Linked DNA regions of Rattus norvegicus: region 1 is linked to region 2. The links are chromatin contacts, called in public Hi-C maps. All regions are on one chromosome and are shown on one strand. Each heading gives the region's core, a stretch centred on a gene start, on an enhancer-like site or on the middle of the called end of the contact. The rest is flanking DNA. Distances are from core to core; before and after follow the strand shown. Region 1 has its middle 91 kb from the start of Jcad. Region 2 has its middle 70 kb from the start of Svil.

Region 1 (3,260 bases), core at 267-2,766, 200 kb before region 2:
GTAACTGAAGCCCCTCTGTAAGTACCCATGGCAGAAGTCAGTGAGCCTGGAAACGAGCGCCTCTTAGACTGGGAATCAGAACAATCAAGCACAACGAATTATCAACAGACTCTGTGAAGTTCAAATTCAGCATCTTTGGGTCTCATAGTGGTTTGTGGAATTCATGTTTCTCATACCCTGTCAAAACTAGTCCAGAGACAGCAGTTACCACCACACTGTCTTCACAGGGCCTGCTTAAGACCAGCTCTGTTTGGCTTAGCCAAGTCACCTACAGTGGCTTCTATGCTTAGAACTTTCAGGCATAGCAAGCTATCTCTTGACTGGAGAGAAAGCCCCCATGGTAATGATTCAGGGTAACATCTGGCTGACACTCAACTTTGCACTGTGGTTGTCAAGCAAGCTCCAAGGTTCAGAGGTAGAGCCTAATTTAAACACAGGCACACACATTCTTCATGCACCTTTGAGATCTCCTCCACTCAGGATGAGCATTGCTTTTGACAAGTGCTATTTCTCTATGTTCTAAATCAGGTAAATTTTATGACAGCCAAGCTTCTTGGCCAGGTCTGTGTCTGAGAGAATTTGCAAAAATCTCTTATAGAGGTTCAGGAGGAGTCCCGTTTTACAAGTGGCATCAAAATGATGGGGCAAGAGAAACATGGACACAATAAATACTTATAGGGACTTGTCCAAAGAGAGACATGCGGTGAGCATAAAAGCATGTAGCAGCAATTGGAAAAGGTTATGCATTGCATTGAGCTACTGTGCTTAGGATGAGGTAAGTACAAATACCCGGACAGGTAGGTTTGGAAAGGGAGTAGACACCACTCCCAAGGCTTGGAGAACAGGACTTTTTAAAAGACAGTCTGATTTGACTTCTCTATTGTTACTGTGTGTATGGGATATGCATGTATGGGCATGTAGGTAGAGACCAAAGAACAACTTTGTGGAATAGATTCTCTGATTTTACTTGGGTCCTGGAGATTGAACTCGGGTCATCAGACCTGAGATGAAGGTCGGCATCTGTAGACATCATAAGCTGTCTTTTGTTTGTTTGTCTTTATTTTGTATTGTTTTTTTTCCTAAAAATAAAGGTTCCCCTGAATGATTCTTTCAGTACTAAACCAAGGGAAGTCCTGTTTTATTCACCTTACCTGAGAATAACTCTGAGCAGCAGGTTGGTCTGACAGGATGCCTATTGCCTCCACCTAGCAGGCAGGCAGGCTATCACAGTCATGAGAAGTGACGAGTTTCACAAATCCTGGCTGACCTTGGGTTTCTGACAGGCAGTGCTTATAAACCTCATCAAGGCCACAGAATACAGAGGCTGAAAGGACAATGGGAGCCAAGGGGGCTTTCCAGGGGCAAACCCAGCACAAACAGTGGCTTTGATTCTGCTCAGGCTGCAGCTGCTGAAGAGAAATTGTGAAGGGAAGGAGCCCATAAAAAGCCTTGCAAAGTGCAGGCTCCAGTGTTGGTCCCTGGCAGGCCTGGTGAATCATGCTGAATGCCTCCTGGGCATGAATGGCAAGATGACAGCTGGCTCCCATTGGCAGGGAAACTTACATCACAAACCAGCTCAGCTCCTGTGCCTGGCCAATTTGCCTTGCCTTGCCTCAGCCTAACTCAGACCTTTGTAGGTAGCTTAGGGAGGAAAACCCTTATGTCTTCCACAATGGACGCTAGAGACACTGAATCTCAGAGTGAATAAGATGGTGTACCCTTGGCCTTCTATCTAGTGTTGTAGTTAAGAACCAAGTTCATGCCCACGAAGGACACTCCCTTCCTTTCATAGCCAGTGCTCTCACATAGATATCCTGTGCTGGAACATTCTGTCCTGTGCCAACCCAGCCTTTCATCCAGCAGTGGGCATAAACAGAGGCCATTCCTATTCTAGAGACTACACCCAGAATGTCCAGAGTCATTCTCCTTGGAAACTTGATAATCACAGAGACTCCTGGGCAAGGGACTGCTGTCTCCCAGTTGTTTCTCCCTCACACCCTACTCCACCCCCCACTGCTCCTCCTCACCCCATATTGACAATACAGTTCCTCATCCATCCTTAATTTATACAAACTTCTTATGGACATCCCAGAAAAAGAGAGACCCCCGTGGTATCTAGAGAAAGTAGTAGAACTCACAATACTGTGCTGTTTTAGATTTCAATTTATACTTTCCTTGAAGTAAAGTTGCCAAAATAAAAATAACGGGACAGTGTTCTAATTTCATTTCTGTTGCTGTGACAAAATACTCTGAAAAAAAGCTCAACTTAGGGGAGAGTGAGATTTATTTCAGTTGACAATTCCAGGTCACAGTCCATCATGGTGAGAAGGTCAAGGTGAGGACATCGAACAGCCAGTGATGTCACATCCAGAGAGAAATGGATGCATGCACGTTCACTTGCTTGCTTGTGCTAGTTTAATTTCTCTACTCTTAGGTAGTCAGCCCTTGCCTAGGGAATTTGGCAATGCCCACAGTAGACTGGGACATGCCATTTCAGTTAACTGAAGACACTTTCCCCACAGGCATACCCACACACCAACCCAATGTAGGCAATCCCCCTTGAGAATCTCTTTCCACATGATTCCACATTAATGCTTAAAGCTAGTCATAATAGAGGGGGTGTCCCATCAACTTTTCCATGCATTTCTAAAATAAACACTCTAATCTGTGTATTTGGCATATGGTACATTAGGTGCCAAAACTAGAGATGTGGACCATGCCCTTGAGGAAAGCACAGGTTTTTTTTTTTCTTTCAGAGAAAAAGATAAGTGAATGCATACATTGTGGATATTATGACAACAGTCAGGCAGAAGGCTGTGGGAGCCTTGGGCCCTGGGGGAGGACACGGGGCTCTCTCTCTGCTGAAGCCATTGGCTTGGTGAGCAGAAGATAAAGGCCACTGAGAATCAAGAACAAGGGTCATCAGCCATCTACAAAAGGGTAAAGGTGCAGGAGACAGTAGTCTGTCCTTCAAATGACAGAACCTTAGAGCAAACAGCAAAGCAAGTGGAAGACATCTGACTCAGTGACAGAACCCTTAGAGCAAACAGCAAAGCAAGTGGAAGACATCTGACTCAGTGACAGAACCCTTAGTGTGCACAGAGGATGCCGTGGGTCCATCCTTAGCAATCTCCACTCACTTATTCCCAAAATAGGTAAAGCAGGGCCAGATCCCTTGGGCCTTGCGTGCAATGAGAAGTAATTCAGGGTTTATCATGGGGTTTTTCTCTGGGAGTTTGGGGAATTTAATGACAAGGATT
Region 2 (3,508 bases), core at 631-3,130:
AGGGGCAGTATACACTCTTACCTGCTGGACCATCTCTCCAGCCTCTCAAAGTAATTTTAAAGGATATATGTTTATATGTATGTTTTTTGATAGTTTTTCCATACTTAAAACAGCCTGGCTTATCTTTCATTGATTACTAACACGATAGACGTAGCATTAGACTTGACTTCCGAGTCTGGCTTTAAACACTGGCCTAGGGCAGTGGCTCTCAACTTTCCTAATGCTGCAACCCTTTAAAACAGTTCGTCATGTTGTGGTGACCCCAACCATAAAATTATTTCCTTCGCTACTTAATATCTGTCATTTTGCTACCCTCATTAATCAGAACACAGGTACCTGATATGCAGTATCTCTGATAGGGGACCCCCAAGGGGTAGAAGTCCTCAGGTTGAGAACTCTCCTTGGAGGGAGACCTTGTGGTAAGGGAATATACATACATTGTATGTAGTTCTCAAAGGATTGGTAGACCTATTATATTTTGAAAGAGAAAGCCTGTACTAAGAAGGGAACATCTGTTATTACTGGGGAAATACTTGTCACCAGCCCTAATGCCTGCCAGCACTTGCCCAGAAACGTACATCTTCACTAATGCAAGCTGTGAGTTAATGAACATCAATGGCCACAGCATAAATCACAGCTCTCTGTTGGACTTCAGTTGGCCTGAATCCCCTCTGTGAGAAGTCATAAAATGGATATGCTCTAAGCCCTAAGTCTTAGTCCTAGAGGCTCTTGTCTATCGTCACCGAGCTGGATGCTGCGGTTTTCAGCTTTTCAGCTTCTCTGGTCCCTCCATGGCCTCCCTAACCAAGTCATACACCTTGCATTTAATCTGTTTCCACAGAGGCCATGGGTCTTCACACTGCCTTCATTTTTAGTTTGGTTTTTTTTTTTTTTTGTCTTTTTTTTCTTGAGGCTGTCAAGGGTGCCCAACCTGGTCTTCAGGGCCGATGAGAACAGGTCTCCCTTCACAGAAGAAACGGAGGCTTCTGCCTTGGATAACCACCTAGGCTAGGACCACAAGAATCTGACTCCAAATTCAGCCCCTCCCTAGCCGGGGGTTGGAAGGATCAACTCCTTAGGAGAACTGTAATCAGGTGTCATCTTCTGAACCTTCTTGTGCTGATCCTGGGTACAGTAGCCTTTCCCAGATGCCTTCCTGGGGTAGAATATTGTTCTCTCTGCCTTATCTCTCTAAGATTTGTCTGTTAACAGCAACAACAATCCACAACTATGATTCTCTGTTACATGTGCCACATGCATGCTTGCATGCACACAGACCCATAATGGCTACGGGACCATTTTCCTTTCTTGGCCAGTCCAACACCCAACACCACATTTATAGCATCACATGGTTTATTTCTGTTCACTGGTTTTTATGCTGCAGATTTTCTGATGGTGGAAGGGCAAAACAAGCCTGGCCTGTGCTCGAGAGATGGCTCAGTAGTCAAGAGCACTCACTAGCTGCACACTCACACACACACACACACACACGTGCGTGCGTGCACACACACGCGCGCACACGTGTACACACACTCACACATGCACACACACGTATACACACACGCACACACACGCACACATACACACACACACCCTCCTCTATCTCATGCTGCTCAGGGGTTAGAAAGAACACCCATTTCTTTCCCTGTAGGCAGAATGCGACAAACTTTGAGGGACAGCTGCAGAGGGACCCCATTAACTCAATACTGTTTTCCACTCACTTTAAAACCTTTGCTTCTCACCCTCAGCCTTGGGTTGCTTTCCTCATTCCCTGGATGGACCTCTGTTTTCCCAACGACATTCTGTCTGTCCTGTTCTGATCTGCGGCTGTCACCTGACTGGCCACCTCCTGGCAGCTGGGGGTTTCAAGTGTCTTAGGGAAGCCTTGCCTGGGATGCCCTTATGCCACCTGTCATTGGTGTTTAATTGCATCCCCCACTGTCCTGCCTGCTCTGCGTTGGGGTAAGTTCCCATCACCCTGACCCCAGCATCCTCCTCTGGGCTTCCCTGCCCCTTGTCTCCAGCTTCTCCTGGTTTTCCAGTGCAGGGTCTCATGTCTTCCAGGTTTCTTTGTTCTGGCTTCATCCTTCCCTGCTTTGGTCTGTGCCTCTTAATTCGTTCCTCTTTGTCCTTTCAATGATTTGCAAACTTACCCCTTTGTCCCGAGCTAGTTCTCTTTGGCTGTCTCTTCACTCTAGCCTGGTGGTTATGTTGAGTACAACACCCAAGGTTTTGTTTCCAGGTAACTTTTGCCTTTAGAAAAAGGTTCTTTGGAATTGAAGTTTGGAAATACCAGTTATGAAACTGGTCAGGTCGGTCATCTAAAGGCTTGAACTCTGAGGAAGATTGTTTGAAATTTATTTTGGCTTTCCTTCCACCTGAGAGCAATTGAAATGTATGCTTGTTTTGGATAACCCTTCCTTTTCGAAAATGAAAATTGTACGTGAAGAGCGGAATGAATGTGTTCCTGCCCCCACCCTTTTTCAGGTTATGTTGCTGGAGGATCTTCGGAGGCAGTTTGTGCTTCCTTGGCTGTGTGGGCTGTGTGGAAGGCTCAGAAGATTGGCCTTGCATAGCTGTCCTGGGGCTTTTCCTTTGATAGGCTTGCTGGTCATTTCTGAGCTCTGACGGTGAGGGCGGGATCCTATGCCGAGGTGAATCTATCCCTTATCATACTGATCCTGATGAAGGTGTCTTGGGAATGGAGCCCCAGGCTGTTGGATGTCCTTGCCCTGCCTTGTGGTTACGTACTGCTGATACTTTGCACTGTCCAGTAACTCCTCTTTCTGAAATTGTGTATGTGTTGTGTTTTAAGTGCACACTACTTACTTGGAAATCCTCCTGCTTTCAACTCCAAATTGGGTTTGATTCCTTAACATTTTAAATTTAAATACAGTACAAGTTTCTTACTCTTAGATATGGGATGCTGTAGACAATGCCAGAGCAAGAGGTCGTGTTTCAGTGTAGAGTCTACCACACCCAGACCAAGGAATCTTTGTTTTAGAAGATGTGAGAGGAGTCAAGCAGACTGATCATTCAGTCTATTGGCCCGTGGTAAATGCATCTATGCCTGTGTCCCCTTGCACTTGTGTGTGTGTGTGTGTGTGTGTGTGTGTGTGTGCCTGTGTGCCTGTGTGCGTGTGTGCCTGTGTGTGCATGCGTGCATGCGTGTGTGTGTGTGTGCGTGTGTGCCTGTGTGTGCATGCGTGCATGCGTGTGTGTGTGTGTGTGCGTGTGTGTGTGTGTGTGTGTGCGTGCGTGCGTGTGTGTGTGTGTGTGTGTGTGTGTGTGTGTGTGTCTTCTTGTACTTCCTGGTGCTGAGAATGCAACAGTGTGAATCCTGTCTTCATGGAGCTTCTAGTCAGAGTTCCTGTACAGAAGCAGCATAGTTCCTGCGATGGAGGCTCATTCTAAGAGTATCAGTCAGAGAGAATGCTAACTGGGATGCTGCAGCCTGAGGCCTGACTTGAGCATGCATGCGTTCTCTCTCTCTCTCTCTCTCTCTCTC

Evidence for each region. Hi-C and Micro-C count contacts between places; a contact is called where the count stands out from the background.
Region 1: a Hi-C map of psoas muscle shows a contact between it and region 2, with 2.4 times the contacts expected there. The contact joins two enhancer-like sites. A contact is called at or near these places in 2 of 12 Hi-C or Micro-C datasets (frontal cortex and psoas muscle) and 1 of 1 datasets of contacts at active chromatin or transcription factors (oligodendrocytes).

Annotation. Positions count from the first base shown.
Region 1 is chr17:57,733,322-57,736,581 of GRCr8, reverse strand. No RefSeq gene overlaps it. Among named protein-coding and RNA genes, the nearest start is that of Jcad, 91 kb to the left of the region's middle. Within about 2 kb of position 1,516, at least 28 of the 93 cell types and tissues checked have an H3K27ac peak or open chromatin away from gene starts, as enhancers often do.
Region 2 is chr17:57,530,438-57,533,945 of GRCr8, reverse strand. It overlaps a transcript of Svil not described here. Among named protein-coding and RNA genes, the nearest start is that of Svil, 70 kb to the right of the region's middle. Within about 2 kb of position 1,880, at least 5 of the 93 cell types and tissues checked have an H3K27ac peak or open chromatin away from gene starts, as enhancers often do.